Regions from separate parts of the Oryzias latipes genome. Here region 2 is linked to region 1. The links are chromatin contacts, called in public Hi-C maps. All regions are on one chromosome and are shown on one strand. The core of a region is the stretch at or near the end of the contact, and the rest is flanking DNA. Distances in the headings are between cores, read along the strand shown. Region 1 overlaps epb41l3 (band 4.1-like protein 3). Region 2 holds the start of tmem200c (transmembrane protein 200C).

Evidence for each region. Hi-C and Micro-C count contacts between places; a contact is called where the count stands out from the background.
Region 2: a Hi-C map of embryo shows a contact between it and region 1, with 1.7 times the contacts expected there. The contact joins the promoter of tmem200c here to the enhancer-like site in region 1. A contact is called at or near these places in 2 of 5 Hi-C or Micro-C datasets (both in embryo).

The regions. Positions count from the first base shown.
Region 1 is chr17:4,926,236-4,932,507 of ASM223467v1, reverse strand. epb41l3 (band 4.1-like protein 3) reads left to right here. Exons shown (of 25, transcript XM_020710739.2): 13 at 1-377; 14 at 1,389-1,442; 15 at 2,645-2,680; 16 at 3,637-3,825; 17 at 4,811-4,873; 18 at 5,195-5,830. Among protein-coding and RNA genes, the nearest start is that of zbtb14, 11 kb to the right of the region's middle. Within about 2 kb of position 3,892, at least 1 of the 8 cell types and tissues checked has an H3K27ac peak or open chromatin away from gene starts, as enhancers often do. A contact at or near this core is called in embryo, where this site is marked.
Region 2 is chr17:4,970,340-4,976,242 of ASM223467v1, reverse strand. It overlaps tmem200c (transmembrane protein 200C), which reads left to right and starts at 1,533. Exons shown (of 2, transcript XM_004078712.4): 1 at 1,533-1,807; 2 at 5,618-5,903. The coding sequence starts at 5,651.

The DNA of each region.
Region 1 (6,272 bases), core at 2,643-5,142:
TCTTGCTTTCGGCGCGAAAGCAAAGGCTGGAGCAGGGCAAAAGCCGCAGTGGCACGCTCTTCTCCTTCTCCCTACACCTGCCTCACCTGTCATCCATCCTGGATGACGATGGTTACATCACCTTTCCAGACCTTTCTGAGATGAGCTTCCTCCCCCACTGCGCGCAAAACTTCCTGCCCATTAAGTCCCCATCGCTCATTCCCTGCTTCCTCTTCATCTTCTTCTTCCTCCTCTCCACCTCCTTCTCTGTACCCTACGCTCTCACCCTCTCCTTTCCCCTGGCTCTGTGCCTCTGCTACCTGGAGCCCAAGGCAGCCTCCCTGACCGCCTCCATAGCCCAGGGCTACCATGACCATGACAGTTCAGAGGAAGAGGAGGTGTGTGCGTACGCCTGTCTACACCAATGCCCGCCCACGGCGGTCTGTTTACTCCACCTAACTCCATAACTGTCCTGTTTCACCTGTTCAGAGCTGACCTGCAGACAGTGTGTGTGTCCCAGTGTCCCACTCTCTGCCCAGTCATGCTCCCATCCTGTAGCAAACCTCATCATCTGCATCGCCGCCTTACAGAGGTTGAGCTGCAAGTCTCACCATTTCATTGGCTGCTCCACCTTAGGAAGGATTAGTCACAAAATCGCCACCCTTTCTTTTAACTCCCCTAAAATAAAGTCGTTCCGGTATAATCTCATTATCTGCAGAGTGATGTCAGCGCCTAACACATCTCGCTGTTACCTTAATATAAGGGTTAGAGTCACCCCACCACCACCACCACCATGGTGTGCACCTCAGACCATCAGCTGCATGCAAGACCTGTCCATGTTTGCAGCCACTTTCACTCATGCAATCAGTCTCTCAGCGGCGCCGTCCGGCTCCAGCAAAGCAGCAGAAGTGGAGAGCAAACCCAGCTAGATGTTTGTGGAATGTTTTTTTCCATCTGGCCACTCCCCTCCATCTGATCAATGCAGCGTGAGGCGCGGTGAAGCGGAGCGACCGCGGCACGTCTCAGGGAGGAGGGAGGTTGTGAAGTGTTCATGTTTCCGACCCTGAACCCTCATGGCTGTGGAGAAAACCAGGCGCTCTCCAAATTGAAAAAAATCTTCATCAACGATCGATCTAAGTGACTGATTGATGGTTTCATCTTCCTCTGAGTCTGTTTTGCTTGTTTGTTTCATTTGCATTTAGTCGTTTTGTTTGCTTCCAGTTCCTCTGCTGTTCTTGTCTGATGATGTGTTGCTCACAGTTCCAGCAGTCAGAACATTCCCATTTGTTCCATTTGTGGTTATGAAGACGCTTTCCTGACAGAAATGACATATTTGCACGTTTACAAGTTGGGTCCTTCTGGTTTTTTTCCCTGCTTGCCCCTTGGATTGGTTTGTTCTGCGGAAGCAGACGGACAGCGAACGTACTGACTTTGCCTTTGATGGAGACATTACTGTGACAGAGGTTTGTATTTTAAGCCAAACACGCGGGCCTCACATTAGTCTGTGACATTTATTGAAATTTTAGGAGTGATGCATGCACTTTCAGTTCTGCACGTCATGCATGTAACGTATGGTGCTCCTTTTTTTTCCCATTGTCGACTGAATTGTTCTTAGTTTTGGCTGTTTTCACTGTCTTTAAAGTTGAAAACGAGTCCATGAATCCATTATGCTGTTACTGTATTGCTGCAAACTGCAGTCTCCAGATGGTTTTAGTTCAAGCTTTGATGTGAAATGTTTTGAAGGCAGCTTTATTTTTTTGTCTATAAATGGAATAAATAGTGAGTTGTGATACTTTTGGCTCTCTAAAGAGGATTTTTAAGCATTTTTCTGTTTTAAATCACTGTCAGTGTATTAAAGGGCCTATATCCTGCTGTTAAGCCTTTCAGAGTAAACTGTATCCACATTTATGATCATATATTACCTTTGACACACCAAAGAATCAGTTTTTTATGAAATATGAGTTATTTTTGCAGCTAATCTTCTTACCGGGGAGTAAGACAACTCAATCTCTGAGGCTCCGCCTTTCTCTCCTTGTGGGTGCCGCCGATTTCGTGATGTCATCCTAGAGCCGGCCTCTGCAGTTTCTCTAAAACAAAAATCTGAACTTTTCCAAAGATGCACATGCATATTGTTCAAATAAAAGGAAAGAGTTTAGCCAATCACCGCTAGCTCCACTGAGAAAATGGGCGTGTGTGTTAGTCTGGGGGCGGGGCTGACAGCACAGACTCTTCCTGGTAGGAAGGACCCATTAAGTAATGAACAATGAACTAAAACGAAATGCTTAGATGCTCAAAAAGTTGATTTTGCATGATATAGGCCCTTAAAAACGTGAATGCATGCTGTTTGATCTTTTACTTGTAGCTTTGAAAAAAGTCAAAAGAGGTCATCTTATCCCTTTAGACTCATTGCTAAGAGTTTCAGTAGAAGCTCATGTCAGCAGCTTGAAGCTAAAGCTGCACAGACCTCCAGGATGCTGGAGGCTGTGAGTGGACGAATGCTGCTCACAGTTCAGCTGTTTCTTGCTCTTCATGTTGTCTCTCTGAGCTCCTTGCACTTAAGTGCTGCCTCCGTTTTGCTAGTTTCTCATCAGACGTTTTTCTTTTCTAACAACGTGCTACTGCCTCGTCTCACTGTCTGTGTGCTCTGCTCTTTATCCGCCATCAGTCGGAAGCAGATGAGGAATCTGAGACGCAGACTCAGGTAGACCGGCCTCGCCTGGAGGCCTGGAAGCCGCACCAAAAAAAAAAAATCTCCCATCGATCACTTTGTGCTGTTCTTTTGTGCTTGCCTGCTATTAGTCTATGCTTTTGTGATCAGACACAAAAGTGACCTTTTTTGTTCCTGCCTGCGCTCACCTCACAGGCGGCTGCAGGGGTGTGGCTCCTTCCATAAACACTTTTTTAAGGTCCCACCACCTCACGCCGGAGGCCTGTTTTACCTTTTTTTTCCTTTTGTAATGTTTTCTTCCTTCGTAACATTTGTTTACAGTCGTTCTCTGGAAGACAAGGCTCCCATTTCTCTGTTCTTCACCTGTCATGACGAATCCTTTCCCCCTCTGTCTCTCTGCAGTATAGTTTCATAAGACGAGTAAAGGGGGAAAACGTTTTTATCAGGCATAGCAATCTGATGCTAGAGGTTGGTGAGCAGGTCGTGCATAACCGAATAATGCATGCTGGTTCCTTTCAGCTATGAAAAATCCTAACCGATTAGAAAAAGGGAAATATTTCCTCTTCTCCAGCCTACCTGCCTGTACTGGACTCTGCTTGTGGTGTGAATAAACTCTTCTCATATTCTAATATATCGTAAATATCTTGTATCACAAATAAAATAGAAGCTCTTCTAGAAGAAGAGGAGATTTGGGAGTGTTGTGCCTAACCAAACCCGTGCATGCAACCCTTTATTTTCATCAGGTTGAGCAGGTCTTAACTGTGCTGCTGCATTTAAGACCATGTTTGGTCATTGCCTCGTAGGCAGCTGTTTTGCTGTTATTGTGACGTTTTTGTGCCTGTAGATGTTTTCAGTTTGTTAGCAGAGCCCTTCTAAGCTGCATGTGTGCAGCTCAGCATCTCTGCAGATGCTCCGCACGCTGCAGAACAGAAAGCATGGCGCTTTGCCCGAGCTCATCTCCTTTAATCACGGTTCGTCGGCCACTTTAGGACACAGAGCCTTTGCCAGAGGTGGCCAAGCACCAGACAAACATCAGCGAGCTGAAACGCTCCTTCCTGGAAACCGCGGGCAGCAGCACGCCAGGCCCAACAGAGTGGGAGAAGAGACTCTCCTCATCCCCTCTGCGCTCACCCAGATCAGACGAAGCCCCGATGATCGAGCCGCTGGAGCCGCAGGACGTAAGCGGACGCAGACAGCATGATGGCATGGTTGTGAGGCATGACGTCACCAAGGAGACGGGAGGAAAACAATGGGAGCAGTGTTGGACCGGGCTGCAGGGAGGCTTAGAGGAGCAGATGCGGATGTCGGGATCGTGCTGTTTTTCTCTCTCAGCTTAACGCAGCTTAACAGTTTCATAAAAGTGCCAGAATGAAGGAGTTTTAAGTCCTTTCTTTTATGGTTATCAACACATGACAACCTAGGCTGTCCTGGAAACTTCCTGAGCCGTCTTGACAGAGACCTTCAACATAAGCCCAGTTTGAAAGGCAGTGTCAGAACTCATCCATATTTAGTTGCGAAGGAGCAGCACAGAGGTTCTCCTCTAAATTTAGCTGCTGCTTCTGCCTTCTTAAAAGAATTTTTAAAGTAAACTATGGCCAAAGCCGGAAATCAGTTTTTTTTTAAATCCCTGACAGAAGCGCGTTCTCTCAGAATGGAGCCTCGTTTGATTCGATTCCAGGTTTACTTCCCCTTCGTCTGATCTTTGCTTACTTCCTTTACATGAAGTTTCTCCTTTCTGCATCAGCACACGTGACTTCTCATTTCTAATATGCAGTTAGGTCTCATTTGACAAAGTTGTTATTTTTCTCTGTAACTGAATTCTGAGAGGAACCTGTACAAACGCATCTGACAGCATCTCAAAGTGCAGATCGTCTCCTGATAATGAAACTGTCTTTGTCTGCATAGTTGGATGCACGTTGAGTGTTTTTTTTGTTCCCTCTGCCAACATTTCTCTGTTTCATCAGCTCTAGTTGTTTATAAAATCAGGCATTTTAATACTTGGGGAAGTCCGTAGTTTTGCGCTGATTTCAGTTTAATCAAATCTCCTCCATTAGGATGTAAGAAAAACCCCTCAGGCTGCAAACGCTGTCTCTGCTGTTCATTTTTAGGATCCAGAACTTCCTTGTTTTAGAAGGTTTTTTAAGTTCACTTCATTTTTTGCAGACCAAAGATGATCAGCAGTCTGGAGCAGAGCGGAAAGAGGAGGTGGGACCTAAAGGCACAGAGGTAAGCTGCTTTCCATTCGATCTCATTTGCCGTTTCTCGTCTGCCGTCTTCTAGCTCCAAAAGTACGAGGCCTCCAGTCTGCAGGGATGTTTACAAGAAGAGCCTCTGGGTTCTTCTTTTTAATTGACCCTTTTCTTTCTCCCATCAGCGTATAAAATTCGTTAGACGCTGGCATCTTCAGTCCTCTCTTTTCAGAGCGACGTCACGTCTTTGCCAGTGGAAGCAGAAGTGCGAGTGGATCTGTGTGTTTGGCGTGACGTTTCTTTGTGATTGTTGTGTCTTCCTCTCTGTCCGTCTCCAACAAATCACGTGTCTCCCCAGGCAGCAGGATATCTGGTCAAAGTCGTACCGGACAGCGTCGTCACAGAGGGGGTCACCTCCTCGGGGCCCCACGGGATTAGCTTGTCGACCACAATGGACGACGACGTTTTCCTGGACGGGACCTTGAGGGAGGAGGTTGAGGAGAAAACCCCAGACTCTCAGGAGGAGGTGTCGGAGACGTCTGTGTTGAGGCTGAGCCCTGGGGCTGTGAGACAGGAAGTGTCGCAGGCCATCACTGACAAGAAAGGCACGCTCATTATCCTGAAGGAGGCGGAGGACCAAGCGGACTCCGAGGGCGGAGTGATGAGTGCTTTGGTTGACGAGGAAGAGGAGGCCGTTGGCCCTGAAGAGCTGGAAGCTGACAAGAACCAAAGGTTCCTTTTGTGTAAAGAAGCAGAAATTGCCCCAGAGGACATTTTTACCCACAATGCAGTTGTGAAATTGTTGAGTCTGACGGAGGAGATGAAAGGTGGTGACATGAATCATGTTAGAGGCCTGGACTCCCCCAAAAAGGCAATGGCCTCGTGGATTTCAGAGGAGGTGAAGACCGAAGCCTCAGAGGTCATCAGTGCGAGACTGAAGTCCAGCCCGACTCGGATGACAGTTTCTGAATCTTCCGCTATGCCTTTAGTGGTGGTATGAAAGCAAAACCCAACACCTCCACCAGCTCCACGTGCTGCCTGCCCTCATTCATTTGCTCCAGCAGCAGCAGATCCGGCCTAACAGCAGTGTTTTCAGGCCCCGAGCATGGCTAACGGCCCTTCCCGCCCACACCCGCAGCTCGACCAGTTTCTGTTGCAACCAGGCTCCTGGCTTTTCTCACGTTTGAGTTTGTGTTGGCACCTGAACCGCCGTCACACCTGAGCGGCAGGAGTTCTGAGGAGCTTTTGATTGCTCCGCCGTTTTGCTCAAACCATTTTTCTTTGTCGGTGCTCTTATCATCTCCCTGGGGGAGGGACTTCCCAGGCCTGCCAGGGTGCTGTTCCCTTTTGTCCTGCTCATACCCCCACCTCCTCCCCCACCCAAAGACCACTTAAGAAAATTGTATGGATGTCCCAGCAAAGACATTTCGTCTGCT
Region 2 (5,903 bases), core at 284-2,783, 46 kb before region 1:
CTTGGATCGTTAATAACTCCATCCTCATCCATTAGGAGATGTTGTGCATGTAGCAAAATTTTCTATGCCCCAGGCCTTAGAAAGTAGTAGAGGTTTTCATCTGATCCTCCATGTAGCTCTATGACTCCTGCGACAACTGAAGCAGTAAGAACAGGAATGTCTCAGTAAAGCTCCAAATAGCTCCAAAGTCATAGATTTGAGCCCTGGAGCCCCTGGAAGTGCAACAGATGGACTCCACGGTTTTCAGTTAGGTGTGGAGAGAGAGGCAGCCCCAGAACAAAGCAATGCCTTCCTTCGTTTGGAGGCTGCAGAGCTGGAGAGGTTTTAGCTCCAGAATCACAGGGACTATTTTTGACACACCATCATCTGCACCTACACGCTTGTGCACATGAAGGCTGCTGCTCTGCGCTTTGAGGAGCATCAGAAAGACGTGGAGGAGCAGATGGAGCCTGGACGCTGCAGACACATCATTCGCGGCGGACTGGACAGGACTGCGCTGTCTTAAATAAGCGTGACAGACATGATGTGATCACAGAGGAACAAATTAAATTACTGCTGCATTGTGCTTGAGAATCTCCCTCCCAGTGCAAACGGGAACATAAATCTGTTGCTTTTGCTATCTTCCCTTTTCTCATTTCTAAATTCCCTTTTAATGACCCCTAATTCATCATGTCCCAGTCTGTGAGTGAAAGCACCTGGGGATGCCTTGATAAGAAATGATTAAGCAGAGGAGGGAAGTCATTTGGCTTGCAGAAGTGATTTTGCTTTGTTCAACTTCCTCCAACAATGACCAACCTGCTTCCAATAAGAGTTCACCTTTAATATCCTAAAGTTTATATGCTGTGTTGGTGCATCCACTAAGAAAATGTCTTAATAGTTCATCATTTAAAAATCCTTTGTCTTTTGGATATTGTGCGGTAGAAGCTGTCTTTCTGACTCACATATAACATCATATTTCGGTGCTTTAAGTTATGAGTCTGTGACTTAAGCCCAGTTCCATATCTGAGTATCAACACATTTTCCTAAATTGAACAAGCTGCCGAAAACTGACCTCCACCACTCCAAGGGGAGTCACCAAGGGGAAAAGACAGCTCTTTGAAGCCCCTCTTTAGTAATTTCCACATGTATTGTCCCTGCTCCATCCAGACTGGAGTTTCCTCTGTTCCTTCCACTAATTTATGCCATAAACAAATCCCCATTTCTGGGTCATAAATTTGCAGAGAGGTCTCTGGAGCTCCATGCAGCGCGGGGCTTTGTTGTGCAGAAATCCTCAGTGCAGAGTTGCTGCATGTTTCCTCAGTTTCCCATCACCGACACCCATCTGGACTCTGTCATATTTAATTCAGTTAAACATGGGGACGCAGCACGCCATCCCAGCTATGGAAACCCAGGAACATTCAGGGAGACTTTGTCCTTTGCTGCAGATGTTTGGATTCCTGTACGATCTTGTTTTGTCTATTTTTTAATATGAGATGTTTGCGCGTCAGAAATAATCATTGAATTCCAAACTGTTATGTAAAATGCTAAAAACAATACAAATAAGACAACAAACTGCTGGGCTGCTTTTCTCTTTTAATACGTGCATCGGACACATATGATGATGTGTAACACCCCTCGTTTTTCACGCTGTCCAATAATCACCTCCAGTTGAAATGCGGTCGGCCCGCCCCTGTTGGCTCCATTGTGAATCCGCGTTTAGCTGGAGAGTCCTCTTCCATCCTTTGGCACCACAGCAGCACGCCACGACCGAGCAGCAGAAGGAGCCGCGCGCCTCGGAGGATGCTCGACCGTCAATCCGCGCTTTCCGGTAAGACACGCGCGGCTCGGTCTCCTGCTTTTGCTCTGAATGATCCCCCGCTGCGCCTTCACACCCACCCAGCGCGCCCAGGAGGAGCGATGTCTCCAAAGTCTTCCTGCTCCGTTTAGTTGCCGATTTTTTTCTGGCTCTCGCACGTCGACAGGCAGGACTTTAAATGCCGGAGGGGCGTTGGGTTTGGACCCCCGTTGGCCCTCAAACCCGTCCACTTTGGGACATTCGGATTATGGTCTGTGTTGCGTTCGTGTTGCTTTCGCCGCGCAGATGTGATGCCTTCGCTTTCACGTGTCAAGCGTAGCGCACACCGGAGAAAAGGTAAGCGCAGATGATGGCTTCATCCTCTTCAACTTTTCCATGGCGGAGGTGACCCCCCATCCCCCCCATCCCCCAGCCAACCAATGAATTTCTAAGAAGTTGGGAAGGCAGAAGAGATGGAAATATGTGCCGTTTATACAATGGAAGCTATAAATACTGTCGAGAGTTGTAGTTTTGGGAGCATGGGCTTCGTCAGGCCGTGACAGAGGTATGAATGTTTGGCATCGGTCTTGCCCCCACGAGCCCCCACCCAAAAAAATGTCCCCGTGTGTTTGGCTGTTCCGCCGTCGCCGTGGGTCTGCATATTTTCAGGAGCAAGTCCGGCTCCACGGTCATGTTTGCGTTCTCGTTTTTTTTTCTTCCTTACAACAAGAAGGAAACAGATGCGCCGTTATGTCAACAGACGCATCAACACTCAGGGAAGATTGCGCAATAAAAAATAAAAAAAAAGGCTCCCCGCAGCTTTGACGCTCCAAAGCCGGGCGAGCGGCGGCCGCTTCCCGTTCAGCACCGCAGACAGAGACACGATCCGACGTGTACCCCCCACCCCACCCCCTGTTCGCGGCACCGACGCTACCCCGCGCGCTCCAAACCGAGGCCCGTTCCCGCCTCCTCGGGTTTGGCGCTTGACCGCTGGCTCTCGCCCGGGGGGGCGTTTGAGCAGCTCCTGGATGTGAGATGTTTGCCGAAGCTCAGGTGCAGAACTCTGTGTTCCACTTCCCCTGAGGAGCCCCTGTCATCACTTCTGAGAGATGCCGGGGCCCCACGGAGAGGGGGGGGGGCTGCGTGGAGGACTATCTCACTGCGTTGAAAGACAATTTTTTTCATGAAATCAAAAGCCAGACCCTTGTTCAGAGAGGGAAATATTCAACCCACAGCAGGATGGAGGAGGAAGAGTCTGAGTGATAATGGTGATGACTGTCATCCGTAAAGGTGAGGCCTCAGATCTGCAGCCTCACAGCAGAAAAATCAAAAGTAAACCCAAAAGTAAACATTGCACTTTGTTAGCCAGAATGGTCACATTGGTGGCAGCAAGGACAGTCTCAGGTTTAGAAACAGAGACAGAAAGAGAATGGGAGCTGGACAGAGCATGCCCGCCGGCCTCATGTCTGCACACATTACATTCCCACCGGATGACAAGACACAACGAGATGCACGGATCGCCCTGTTCTCCTCTGTCAGCCACGATATTTGTCTGTTTTTCCTGCATGTTGCGTCTTATTTATATCAAGGTCTGTGACAAAATATCTCAGAAATTCTGATGGTTGAAAATTCTCTTTTGCACGGCCGGAAAAACAGGCGAGCAGAGTCCCGGGCTGAAAAGAGCCCAATGTCCCCCATCCTTTTTTAGTCAGGTCAACTCAAATTTTGATTTAGCTGTACTATAAAATAGCCAAAGATGATCTTTTTGGAATCTAACAGTGAAGGGCTGTGAAGCCTGCATATACAGACGTTGGTTTTTGTGTCTGAGTCAGCACTCCAGCTATTTGTTCAGGTACCACAGTGGGCAGGCATCCTCTGACTAATTTATACACCCTCTTTTGTGGGATTTTGGGACAAATTTAGAGCATCCATTTGCAAAAGCTCCATTTTTGTCTGGCCAAGTGTTGACTAATACGGGAGAAAACGTTTAGGTAAGAGAAGCGTGACATCATCCTGATGGAGAAACTCAACTTGACTAGTTTGGGAGGTGTTGTGGTAAATAAAGAGCAGATTTAATGACGACTCCTGCATTCACATCAATCTGTTTATATCAGTCACTCACTGCTTTAGTCCAGAGAATCAAATCTGGACCCGCAGCTGCTCCGACACAAAACTAGTAAGAACTCTTTCACATTCTGTGCTGACATTTCTCCACATGCCTCCTTCAAATCCTCATGCAGTGATACTATTAAAGTAATCAGACATAATTAAGTCTTTCTTCCTCCTTTTTGTGCCCCATCAAGTCAGCAGATGTTTACAGAGTTTGGAGTTGCTGAAATTAGTCCACAAACCCTTTCCCCTCACAAATCCTCACTCTAACACTAACTCACTCAAATGAAAAATGTGTATTTATTCTAGGTTGCAGATTTGTTTTTGCAGGTAAAGCCTGCATGTCCAAAAGATTTTAATGAAGTTGAATTTTTAAACGTTTCGTGTTTGCCTTCCTTCACTAAAGCACACGTGTGCAGGGATGACCAGGTGCGCTGCAGGTAAATCTGATGGGTCAACCTCATTTAAATCTGACGCTAAAGGTTAAAAGAATCATCACTTAAGGAAAAAATACCACATGTTATTTATGTAGAAATACTTTTAAGATCACTAATTTAATTTTTTAATTTAGAATATTCCTCAAAGTGATGCAGCATTTATTTTGAAAATTACCTTTTTAATCTAATTGGTTTGACTACTTTTAAACTCATAAGTAACAATATGAACGCTGCTCTAGAAATTCTTAGTTTTCCTTTGGTTGGAGGAACACGAGCGAAAGTGGAGGTTCATTTACTGGGAAGCACTTTGTTCTACTTTATCTGTAAAAAGATTTTGGGAGGGGGGGGGGGGGGGGGGTTATTCAAAACGAGAAAGGCCACATCTGATAGTTTTGGGAAGCAGCACTCAGTTTGAACTCAACCTGATGTTCACAGAAGTGACACTTGATGAAGTCCACAAAGATGGATTTTGGCACCGCGGCTCATGCAGGGCTCTTCACTGAGAAGCCTGACAGTCATCCGACTTGCACTGGTGCAAACGTGCCGCCAGATTCCATTCAGTGTTATCAAATCTAGTGTTAAATCGGGCGGATGCCATGAGCGGAGCTCAGTCCTGCAGATGAAACTCAAAAAACAAGTTTGACTGGTCCTAAAAGCAGCACAACACCTTCAGTGAATTTGAAATCATTCCACGTTTTAATCCTGTTTTTGTCAGCTGAACATACACACAAAAAAACACATTTTGCTTAGAAATAGAAACCTTTTTTTTTTTTCCAGAGAAAGAGTTACACTGGCTCTTTTGAAATTTTGGCTGCAGGCGACAGGACACAGCTGTGGTCGCACACAATAATCCAGTACTGAACGCCTCCATTAAGGCTTCACCATCTTGATTAATTCTGTGTTTTAGTCTGCGATCAATACCTCTCAGTTTTGTAACTAATCCCAGATAAACAGCAGGGACATTGTCAGAGCGCAGCTGAAGCCTTCAGGGCATCTTCAAATTCAAACCTGATTACGTGTTAGAAACACGCCAATCAACAGGGTAAGGCACTGCTTTGTCAAGACACTTGACAAGTGAAATGACTCCCAAATGTCAGTCAAATCCTGCTGTCTCTGGGGGGGGGGGGGGGGGGGGGGGTTGATCTGTCATGTGTGGGCCTGTGGTTTCTTTGCTTTTTTGCTTGTGAGTTTTTGTTTGGACTCCAGCCTGGCCTCTCAGGAAAGGTTTGGGAGTGTTGCTGGAAGCTGCTTGGTTGCCTGCACTGAGCATCTTCCCCTCTTCTTTGTGTTCCAACAGACTGAAGAACGAGCCTGCTGTCCGGTTGCCACCATGATAGCCACAGGTGGCCTGCTGCGCATGAACAGGCGCCAGGATTCTCTCCGATCCAAAAATCGAGCCGAAAACAAACGGAAGAGGAAATCCAAGAAGAAAAAGAAGAACGATGTGGTGGTGGTGAAGGGCAAGCTGAACCTCTGCTCCCCGGCTGGTTTGGTGGCCGCTGTTGGCGTTGTGGTTCTCATGATTGGGGTTTCAATGGCTGTCCTGGGTTACTGGCCCAGTCAGAACCAGCAGGAGTACCAGG